Regions from separate parts of the Anser cygnoides genome. Here all the other regions are linked to region 1. The links are chromatin contacts, called in public Hi-C maps. All regions are on one chromosome and are shown on one strand. The core of a region is the stretch at or near the end of the contact, and the rest is flanking DNA. Distances in the headings are between cores, read along the strand shown. Region 1 holds the start of CPEB2 (cytoplasmic polyadenylation element binding protein 2). Region 2 holds the start of BOD1L1 (biorientation of chromosomes in cell division 1 like 1). Region 3 holds the start of TAPT1 (transmembrane anterior posterior transformation 1).

What was found. Hi-C and Micro-C count contacts between places; a contact is called where the count stands out from the background.
Region 2: a contact with region 1 is called in a Hi-C map of liver, with 2.3 times the contacts expected there. The contact joins the promoter of BOD1L1 here to the promoter of CPEB2 in region 1. A contact is called at or near these places in 2 of 7 Hi-C or Micro-C datasets (both in liver).
Region 3: a contact with region 1 is called in a Hi-C map of liver, with 10 times the contacts expected there. The contact joins the promoter of TAPT1 here to the promoter of CPEB2 in region 1. A contact is called at or near these places in 2 of 7 Hi-C or Micro-C datasets (both in liver).

Annotation. Positions count from the first base shown.
Region 1 is chr4:15,581,616-15,585,354 of Taihu_goose_T2T_genome, forward strand. CPEB2 (cytoplasmic polyadenylation element binding protein 2) reads left to right here and starts at 1,870. Exons shown (of 10, transcript XM_048046023.2): 1 at 1,870-3,739. The coding sequence starts at 2,403.
Region 2 is chr4:15,077,699-15,081,437 of Taihu_goose_T2T_genome, forward strand. It overlaps BOD1L1 (biorientation of chromosomes in cell division 1 like 1), which reads right to left and starts at 2,166. Exons shown (of 25, transcript XM_066995658.1): 1 at 1,723-2,166; 2 at 1,398-1,522; 3 at 1-118. The coding sequence starts at 1,935. LOC106033666 (a long non-coding RNA gene) reads left to right here and starts at 2,280. Exons shown (of 2, transcript XR_001205470.3): 1 at 2,280-2,451; 2 at 2,961-3,365.
Region 3 is chr4:16,071,437-16,075,175 of Taihu_goose_T2T_genome, forward strand. It overlaps TAPT1 (transmembrane anterior posterior transformation 1), which reads right to left and starts at 2,144. Exons shown (of 15, transcript XM_048046954.2): 1 at 1,831-2,144. The coding sequence starts at 2,140.

The DNA.
Region 1 (3,739 bases), core at 620-3,119:
GCAGAAGGGACAGGAGTCCCAAGGACGCTTGGTTTGACTCAGCACAGCCACTCTTGTTTGTAGCAAGGTTAAGAAGCCACACAACCAAGGAGCACCTCCAAACTCCTGGGTAAGATACAGCCTCAAAATTTTTCCTCAAAATCAGCAGAGAGAGATCAGGTTTCTCTCTCTAAAGGTACCTGCATTAGAGTAAGATGAATCATGCTTTGGTAGCACCTGTCTTTTGTTTGCAGATGAGCCAACTAATTCAGAGTGGATGCTTACTTTATACATGGTTAAGAAGTGATGAGATTCCCCCCATGAAACTTGTTTTAATAAACGTGCATGATCGGAGTAGATAGCTACCATGGTAGACATAGGGTGTCATAGAAGGTATGAGTGTTCTTGTCCACCAGCAGAGGTTTAGGTTGGAAATGAGGAGACATTTCTTCTCAGAAAGAGCAGTCAGGCATTGGAATGGGTTGCCCAGGGAGGTGGTGGTGTCACCGTCCCTGGGGGTGTTCAAGGAGAGGTTGGATCTGGTGCTTAGGGACAAGGTCTAGTGGGTGACATTGGTGGTAGGGGGAAGGTTGGACCAGGTGATCTTGAAGGTCTCTTCCAGCCTTAATGATTCTATGAGTTAAAAGCTCATGGACACCTCAATAACTATTCTGAATGAAGATATTCTAGAATTTGGGCTCAATTTAAAGGTGAGGGGACAAAAACAATAGATAAACGAGTTCCTATGCACTTTCTAGCAATAGGCAGCTGGCTGCGGGAGAGAACAGCACAGCACTACTTCCACCCTGGTCAGATGCCAGCAAACGCCCCAGGTAGAGGACAGCTTCTGTTCAGGCTTGCACATAACCGAACATCAGGCGCATGACACAGAGGCAGAGGGAAGCTGGATCCTACCAGTTCTACAGCTCCCCAGAGCCATGTTTGTGAGGACCGGGCCATGAAGCAACTCGCTATTCAGAGCACAACCAGTACTCGGCCAGCAACATTTCCTTAGCATGCCATCATCGGCAGGGCCTCGGTCTGCACCCTACGTTTAGTTACATGGAAGACAGCTGCAGAGTTAGACTGGATGCCAACGTAATGAATAATGGTGGAGCATTAAGGGGAAATACAGCGAAGGAAAATATTTATCAGCTAGTCTTCTGCGCTGCGATTGTCTGTGTGTGGTAACCCTGCAAGGTGGCATGGATACCCAAATATACACCCCCACACAGACCCACGTTCACGTCAGAGATGAGCACACACACAGTATTTAATCTGCATTTTATTCACATAGAACAAGCCCACACCAATTTAAAAAATAAGGGATGTTTCCAATGGCCAAGGGTCCACTGGCCCAACGGAAAGCAGCCACGCAGTTTCTGACGGCGGCCACTAACAGATTCCTGGAGAAGAGCCCAAAAGGCCCAGCCACGACACGTCCCCAACGTTTATTTGTATCCCCTGTCCCCTCCTTTGGGCTCCCCCCGCCGCCATAACGGCCGGTCCTCGCCAGCCCCTCGGCTCGTGCCGCCGCGCCCCGCCCCCTCCCCACGCCTGCGTCAATGCAAATGAGGCTGGCAGGCGGCGGAACGAACCACCACACAACCCCCCTTTGTATCCCCCCTCTATAATAATGGTAGCGCCCACCCCGCCCGCCGGCGCCTCGCGTCGTTGGGCGGCGCGAGCCCCCCCCCCGGCCCGCGGGATTGGGCGGGGCTGCCGGCTTCATGCATTATTCATGAGGGAGGCGTGGCCACCAGCCGGCTCATTACCGAGGTCGGGCGGGCGGGGCGGGGCGCGCTGTGACGTAACTATGACGAATGTTCCGGCGTTCTTAAGGGGGTTGCGGCCGGCCGGCAGCCGGTATTGGGGGCGGGGGAGGCGGCGGCGGAGGGGGGAGCGGAGCGGGGCCCCGCTTCGGCAAGGAGGCGGCGGGACGGCCGGCCTCCTGTCCGCCCCGCGCGGTGCTCGGAGCCCGGCGGTCGGTGCCCGGCCCCGGAACTGTTGTGTAGCGGGAGGAGGAGGAGGAAGAAGAAGGGGAAGGGGGGGGTGGCCTGCCCCGGGGGAAGCGACCTGCCAAGGGCTCTCGGGGATGATCCAGCGGGCGGGCGCGGCTGGGAGGGGAAGGGCTGCCCTGACGGGGGTCAACAAATGAAAAGCAGGAGGGGGGGGAGGAAAAAAAAACGATAAAATAGGGTTATTTATTGTAGAAACGGTCAATTTTTTAAAAAACAGTACAGCGGAGGTTAGGGCAAGGGTTTTATTGTAGGGAGCGGGTATTTTTAGGCTTACGTAGTGGTCTACAGTAGTGCTCGCCACCCCCCCCCCCGGCCCCCCCCAGGTGAATTAATTAATTATCTTTGTCTCCAGCCGGGCGGGGTGTCCTCGCCCCGCGGTGCCGGGGCAGCCCCCGTCGGCCCATGGGGGACCGCAGCCTGCCGCCGGCAGCGGCCCCCAGCCGCAGCCCCAGCCCGCCGTGGGGTGTAGGAGGCGCTGGCTACGCGGGGTCCTTCCCCTCCCCGGCAGCCGCCTCTCGTTCCTCCTCCTCTTCTTCCTCCTCCTCCTGCCCCTTCTCACCCACCGCAACCGGTTCCTCCAGCGGCGGCGTGTCCGGTGTGCCGCCGCCCTCGCCGTTCCCGTCGGCGGCCGCCGCTGCGCATCCCCGCGCCATGCAGGATGAGCTGCTCCTGGGGGTGACACAGCAGCAGCGGCAGCAGCAGCCGGGCGGCGAGAGGCTGGGCAGCGGCCCCGCATCAGGACACCCCCCTCCCGGCCACCCCTCCTCTGACTTTAAACCCAGTCTCAGCCCCCACCAGGATTTAAACAAGCAGCAACCGCAGCAGCAGCCGCCGCCTCCTCAGCTGAGCCAGAAGAGGAAAGAGTTTAAGCAGCAGCCGCCGCCGCCGCCGCTCAGCAGCCCAGCCCAGCTCGGCAGCAGCCACCCCCTGAATAACCACCACCCCCCAGACTATCATCACCACCCCCCGCAGCAGCAGCAGCAGTTCAGCCACCCCACTGACAAGTACCAGCAGCAGGAGCACAGGCAACAGCAGCAGCAGCAGCTCCAGCTCCTCGGCGGTCACCCCCCGGAGCCGCCGCCGCCGCCGCCCGGGGACTACCCGCGCCACCGGCCCCTCAGCCCCGCCGAGCACCGGGCGGGCTCCGAGCGGCTCGCCCCTTCCTGCCCGCCGGCACCGGTGGCCGCCGACCCCAATGTGGGGGTGGCCGCCGCCTCCTCCTGCCTGAATCCGCCGCCGCCGCCGTCTCCTCCTCGCCTGCAGGCGAAAGCCAAGCCGCCCCCCATGGAGTCCCCCCCGAACAGCCACTTGCTGGGCAGCCCCGGGAACCTCCTGCCCGGCGGGCTGGGCTCTGGCTTCAGCAGCCTGCAGAGCCCGGAGATCCCCAGCCCCCATCACCAGAGCGGGGGCGGCTCCTCCTCGGCGGCTTCCCCTCCTCCTCCGCCGCTGCCCGGCTTCGGCACCCCCTGGTCGGTGCAGACCTCGTCGCCGCCTCCGCAGCAGACGCAGCAGCCTCCGGCGTCCAGCGGCGGCGGCGGCGGGCAGATCAGCGCCATGCCGCCGCCGAGCCCGGAGTCCGAGACCAGCTTCTACCCGGGGATCCCGTCATCGATCAACCCCGCTTTCTTCCAGAGCTTCTCGCCGGTGTCTCCTCACAACCCGTGCGCCGGGCCCTTCAGCAGCCCCTTCTCGGCCGCCGCCCCCCCGCCGCCGCCGCAGATGAATTTACCTCAGCAGCA
Region 2 (3,739 bases), core at 916-3,415, 500 kb before region 1:
CAGTGTAGCTAAAAATTCATGGACAGCTTTTTCCACCTGAGGTCTGAATGTATGGTTGATCTTTGGGTCCACAACCTGAGAAATAATTCTGTCAATTCCAGATTCCAACATTCCAGACCTGGAACAAAGTTACATTAATACTTAATCAAAAATGACTTTTTAGAGAACATCTTCATGATAAATGCTCATTTAAATAACGTAAACTCTCTTAAACACTTCAAGTGAAGCACCAATGTTTTTGAATATCGCTGCAGGAGTGCACTTAGCCAGCTACCTGTATTTCCACTGCTCTCTCTATCGCCTTATGAACTAAAAAAAAAAAAAAAAAGTAAAGAAATAAAGTGATCCAATCACATGGAACTAACATAACAAATGGCCCGTGGTTACATCACTAGTGGTGATGCCTACAAGTATTAGCTAATTATAAAAGTGACTTTTGTGGGAAAAAAAGAAACCTGATCTTATCAACTCCCTTAGCATAAAACAAACACACTCAAGAAGGCATGAGGGACAGATGAATACCAGACCAGTCATCACTGCCCTAATTTACCTTTTGCACAATACAGGGTGACACCTCAGAGTTTTTACAGCTTTACAGAACACCCTTAATGCTAAGTAAAAAAATAAAATAAATGACAGAGAACTTTTTAGCTAAGGGTTTTCTCTAGAACCTCGTATGTTCCAGGGAAGACTATGCTGCCTATTATCCCCATTGCTTATTTAAAAATCCCCAGATCCTCTGTACCAGTCACCAAAGGTATCGCTACACCATAACTGAACACATTTGCTCACTAATACCTTATTTGACCCAGCTCAGTGACCAAACTCAGGCTCCCTTGAAGAAACTTTCCGATGATTCTTATGACTACTTTCTGACAAGTAAAACTAAAGGGATGCTAATGAAATAATCAAACATGAGGTAAGTGTTTGACATCAGTTTGACATGACAGCGGTTCTGCAAAAGCTCTTCTCATAACAGATTTGCATCCAGTTTCTTATTTTGTGAATTTCACTTTGCACTCTGCAGAGCTTGATCTGTCAAACCCTATTAACTTCCTCAGCTCAAAACTTGATGACAGTAGTAATTTTACTAATTTCTGACTGAAAAGAGACAGGAAAGTTAATCTTTAACTAGAATGTTATACCCCAAGTCAAAACTAAGCTTTCCATCCTTGGCTCAACTTGGATCAGACAAAATAACATTTGAAGCCTAACTCTGGCTAGTGCTGATGGTGAACCGTTAACGGAAATACCACCAGCTTTAAAAAACAACGACAGAACCTTCTTCAGGAGTCTCTTTAAAGAAAGGGGACAGTTTACAGCTGACCTAGCGCCTCAGCCACCCGCCACGCAGCACCGGTGTGTCCGAAGGGAGCACGGCGAGTGGCACCACTTACTTGAGCACCTGCTGCCTGATGTTATTCCTCAGCTGGTTCTTGTTGAGGTGGGGGCTCCAGGTGTGCGTGGCCAGATGGTTGGAAACAAAGTTGTCCACGCGCTGCCTCAGATTCTGATAGGCGGGCTGAGGAGGGAAAGCGGCCGAAAACGAGGGAGACAAAGCTGAGAGGTGGCACACGCCTACCCCCAGAGCACGGTGTGCTGAGGAGAACATCGTCAGAGGGGGCAGCCCGGCGGCGGGGCAGCGCCCCTCGCTCCCCCTGACCGCCCCGAATGCCGGCGATCCCCTCAGCCGCGTCCCCGCCGCCCTCCCCGCCCCGTTACCTTGGTGTCCACGTCGGCCAGGCAGTCGCGGCGGAACTGGTCGAAGAGCCCCTGGCTCTTGAGGTGGCTGACGATCATGGAGACCAGCTCGGGCTCCGCCGCGCCGCCCCCCGCCGCCGCCCCGGCCCCCGGCAGCGGCGGCGGCTGCTGAGGGGGCGGCGGCGGCGGGGGCGGCGGCGGCGGCGGGGGCTGCGGCTGCGGGTTGCTGGCCATGGCGGCGGCTGCCGGCGCTGCCGGCCGGGCCGCGGGACCGGGCTCGCTCCCGAGCGGCAGCCGCGGCGGCTCTGACCCCGGAAGCGAAAGGGAACGGAGGGAGGAAGCGAGAGGCGGCCGCAGGGGAAGGGAAGGGAAGCGGCGGCGGCGCCATGCGACCGCCGCCGGGCCCTCGGAGGGGGCGGGGCCACGGGCGGACAGCGGCGGGGCGGGGAGGGGGAACGGCGGCACTCAGTCGCCGCTGCCCCCCCCCCCCCCCCCCCCCCCCCCCCCCTTCCCGGGCGGGCGCGGCGCGCGCCGCCCCCCCCCCCCCCGCCCCGGCCCTGCCGCCCGCCCCGCGCCGCGCTGCGCGCTCCCGGCCGCGCCCCGCCCCGCCCCGCCCCTTCCTGCGCCGGCCGCCATCATGGCGGGGGCGGCCGTTGGGGAGGGGGCGGGGCCGAGGGAGCCGTGTGAGGACGTCGTGCTGTGCCCTGGGGGTTTAAATGCGCGGTTTTAGCGGCTTTCTGTGAGGGAACGGTAGATATGGAGAAACGGGGAGGGTAATGTCCTCGTATCTGGCATGGGAACGGGGGGGACAGTGCCGGGTGTGCTTCGGTTCTTCGCTGTTCCTGCTATAAGAGGCTGATCTGTCCTCCCCACGATACATAAGAAAATTACAAAAATACATAAAAGTACACCAGAGACCGGCTTGCAGCCTAAAAAAGGAGATTTGGTAGTACTAATATTTCAGTTACACAAGGTTTGTGGTGTGAGGAGTGGAGGTCTTGTGCAGCTACGGCCATTAGAAATTGCAATCTCTAGTAATCATTATATATCTGACTATAAAGGCAAGAGCCTCGGGGTTGTTATTGCACACTTGAAAATGGCAGAAGTATAAAACTTGCCCCTAGTTTTCCTGCTGAGAAATAAGTACTTCTAGATGGTTTGCAACTCCACAGAACGAACTACATCTGGCATATTTAAGAGTATTGTGAGTTGTTGATCTGTGGGTGCATATGTAATTAAAATCTGGCCTTTCTTTCTAGTTTCATACTTTCTACATAGACCTCATGAAGGATTAAACCATCAAAATGTAGGAGGATCGCAAAGTCTGCAGCTTGGAGCCTGGTACAGCCCCTACCCACATATGCCAACGTGAGGTCTGCTGGCTCTGTTACATCTTTTCTCAATAAAGAAAAGTTTTACAAATGGTGACTAAAGGCCATGTAGCTGTAAGCCAGAAAGTGCAGAACTCAGGGGTATCATTTCTGTAAATGCATTACTGATTTTAGAAATTGTGTGTGACCATGAGAGTAGATGAAAAATTCAGACATCACTGGGAAGTTAGCAACATCTTCATTTTTTTTTTTGTTGGGAAAAAGCACTGCAACTTCAATTTAGTTATTTATTTTTCAAGGATAATGCAGAAAAATTAAAAAAAAACAAACAAACCTTTCAACAGCACAAGTAAGATTCTTGCTTCCTAGAACAGCATACCATTCACATACATCACAGGCAGCCTGGAGTACCTGTGGCCTTTGTCTCCAGCTATGTCAAGGAATGTGCTGTGAAGAATACTAGAGAGCAGGAATCCATTAATAAAATTTGGGAATTTAAGGGCTATCAGGGATCAGTTATGCCCAGTGGTCTGAAACTATTGCAACAAGCAGTCCGTACTCAAATTGACTCAACAGCTGAATGTGAAAGATTGTTCTGTGCTATGAGTTAAGTACCATCCCAGGTTGCACGCAACTTACTGGCTGTTGCGGGCTTTTCAGATATCTTATTTACCCAGCTCGGTAATCCAGCAATCTGGAACTTTAAT
Region 3 (3,739 bases), core at 894-3,393, 490 kb after region 1:
TACAATCCACCGTGCCTCACAAATTTTCTGTTGAGAAACAATCAGAACATTAATCCTTAGTGCTAACAGTTCCAGGCAAAAGTAGCACAATACCTATATTTTTGATCTAGTTATTTCCTTCCCCTCCAGATAACTCCTCTGTACAGTACTTGCCCTACTGTACCATCTTGAAAGAAAATCTACTTCTGTGTACTATAAAGCATAATGCTACCAGCAACGATGAATTAGAATTTTTAGTTGCTATATCAAAAGCCTGTTCCTGTAATGTTTTCTCGAAGAATCAGAGTACACCAATGACTTTTAAATATTTTTTTTTTAAATTAAGATCAATTGCTGGAAGATTATTAGTATTTTTCCCCCCCTGCATACCGATTTGTTTGCTTTAAAAAAAGTTCTGTTCATCTGTCTTTCAGGAACATCACTGCCCATCTTGACCGTATTTTCCCCACCACAAACCAAGTCACAGTACTGTAACCAAGCCAGCTCCTTACAACTACGGGAACTGCAGCAGTTTCACCACCAAAACAGCGCGATCAATGATACTATGACATAATACACCAGAAACAGACATAACACCTGTCAAGCTTAGAAGGAAACCATTCAGTCGTTGCTATATGATTTAAGCTAATTTCCGATCACTATTTTTTCCTCTTTTCTATTTGATATGACCTGTTGTGTCACGTTCCAGCCAACGGTGAGGCAGACAGCTTGGAAATCTGAACACTTCTTGAGCACTCTTCACATTTCCAGCTAACCACTCTATTAAGTATAAGGTGCTAAAATAGTTGGTTGGAAGTTTACCAACATCAAATCAACTTGGCCATGTCATTTAGATGTCATTTATCTATGGTGTAGATGTCAACCATGTCATTTAGATGACAATTTTTACTTTTTATGAACGAGGCTGGGCTAAATTTCAGAAGTTACTTGATGGATACCTAAAATAATCAGTTCAAGTATAAATGTAAATAAAACTGTGTAAAGGCCGTTACTGTCAATCTACTTTCTCTTATTATTTTTCCCTGTGAAATCATTAGGTAGGAAAACACAGTCAGTGAGAAACTCTTCTAACACTCCGCATAGGATTTCAAGGCTCTAATAACACAGCTACTTTCAGTAGTAGAGGAAAAGACTATTATGTTGATAATTACGTGTACCTAACAAGCAATGTTTAACGATGAAGCGTGTTTCGTGCCTCAGGAAGAAAGCCAAGTTGTGTGCCCCAGACCCGAGGAGCGGAGCTGAGGACACAGAACTGCTCTGCCCCTGTGGCTCTCCGGAGCCAGTCCTCAGCAGGCTGCAGGTTTAACAACCCCATTTTTAACATCAGCGCGAAGCTTTCCCGTTACAGACACCCTTATAACTTAAAAAAAGCGTCCGGACACCGATCGGTTAACGCGCTAGGTGAAACTTCAGTGCTCTCATCGCCCTTTATGAACACGCTCGTCTGAAGAGATGAGGGTGGACGGGGCGAGTGTAGGAGCTTCGCTTCACCGATGGGGCCGAGCTGGGCGGCTGAGAGCAAAGCAAAGGGGGCAGAAGGGCCTCAGCCGCCAGCCGAGCCCCGTTCCCTGCCCTTCCTTTCCCTCCTCTCCTCACGGAGCCGCCAACAACGCCGCTCCCCGCACCCCGGCGCACTTTTTGAAGTCTCTCGCCCAAGTTCGCGAAGGCGGCGGCGGCGGCAGCGCCCTCAGCCCCGCCTCGGGCACCCGCTGAGGCTGACCCGGTCCCTCAGCCGGGCTGAGAGGAGCCGGGACAGCCCCGCCGGGGTCCTCCCCGCTCCCCGCAGCCCCTCGGGCCGCCGCCTCCCTCCCCGCCGCCGCTCCTCACCCGAGAGCCCCCTCTTCTTCTTCCTGCCCCGGTCGCTCTCGTAGAAGCCCAGCGTCTCCGTCCGCTGCTGCGGGGCCGCCTGCGGCTCGCTGCTCCCCCACAGAGTCTTGGGCTCCCCGCGGCAGCCCTCCTGCTGCTGGGGCTGCGGCTGCTGCGGCGGCGGCTGCTGCTGCTCCGGGGCGCCGCCGCGCCGCCCTTCCCCGCCGCTCCCCGGCGCGGCGGCGTCGGCAACGCCGGCCATGTTCGCCGCCCGCTCCGCGCTGGCCGCCCCCGAGCCCCGCGCCGCGCCGCGCCCCTGCCGCTGACTCATCACCGTGCGACGGCGGCGCCGCGCGGCCCGGCCCGGCCGCCGCTACAGAGCCGAGCGCGGGGCGGGGACGGGGGCGAAGCCGGCGCGGCGCCATCTTGTGCGGCCCCGCCGCCGTTAACCGCTTGCGCGCCGGCAGCCCGGCGATGCCTCCGCTGCGAGCCTCCCCCTCCTCTCCGAGCCTCCCCCCGCCCAGCTGGGGCCCTCGGGGCGTATTCGGGTTCTGTTTATATCGTGGGGTGGGAATAAAGATGGTTGTGTGAGGGAAGAGGTCTTGCGTGTCTTCTTGTTGGTGCAAAGGGCGCGCGTGGAAAGGTCGCGCGGGCTCAGGGGCAGTAGTGCAAAGCAGCTTTAAGGTTATTAATCTACGCCGCACTGCACAAATAAGGCCGTGATTGGAAAAGGAAAGTGAGAGGTGAATTATTAACTGTAAAGCCAACGGGACTTCAATGTGCTTGTTGGACCTGACCTCGCACTTCAGGTCAGCGGCCTGCTGTCCGTGTTTGTGCGGCACTTTGTGCAGGAGGCCTCCGGAAGGAGACGCCGTCTGTGAGCCAGCCTGTGTGAAGGATGGTGCTGCTGCGGTCGTCTGGTGTGCCCAGGGCTCACGGCAGCCCACCGGGTCCTGGACCACCTGTGCCATGCTCCGTGGGACCACAAACACCAACACACCCAACCGGCCCCCAAACCAGCCCTCAAGGCGGCATAAACTCTTGCAATTTGGGAAGTGCCGAGGCTGAAAATGCCATTGGTTAGTTGCAGTGGTCATAGCGGGGTTATTAATGAATAATAATTGTTCCTGTTTCAAAGCGCTTAGAATGTATAGAGGAGTAAACATGAATATAAGAAGTAGGTTGCTCAAGGTAAAGGCAGAATACTTGTTTGAAGAAGGAATTCACATGGGCACAAGGACAAAATACCTGGCCTGAATTTCAAGTACAAGATCTCCTTCACATTCACTTCTCGTGTTCTTATCATGCGTTCAGAGGCCAGATTCGTTCAGCTTAATATTTAGCCACTTATCCTGGGAAAACAAGGAGTGCTTTATTCTTTCTTTGGAAGACCACAGTGTGCGTAGTTTTCTTCTAAAACTCTACCTCTAAGTTAATTGAACAAAGAGTTGTCTCAAAGAGCATTTCAGGCCTTGGATGGTCTGAAAGTGCCCATTTCCACTGCCATTAATGCTTCTAGATGCCTAAAATCATGTAGGATTAATGAAGGTCCTGATGTTTTCAGGCCATGGAGAGCTTTTTAAAATGTATAATAACATCAAACAGAGAACTAACAATGATAGTTACAATACATCAACAGTTTTGTCTTCTCCCTTCTTTTCTCTGTGGGTGTAAAAAGCAATTGAAAAATAGGATGTGGAGCAGAAGTCCCTAAAAAATATTTGAAAAATTCCTCTTAGCAGGAAAGCTGCTGCAGTCCATGCAAAGTTACATGACACCCTGAGAGACTGCTTCTCTCCTCCCAGCTGTGTGCAATAGCTATGTCTATCTGTAAGATGCATTGCACGATCTTTAAGGACAACAAATTGTCACAACCTCGTTATCAATCTTATCCAAATGAAGGCATTTGCAGCATCAAGCATCCTCTAAC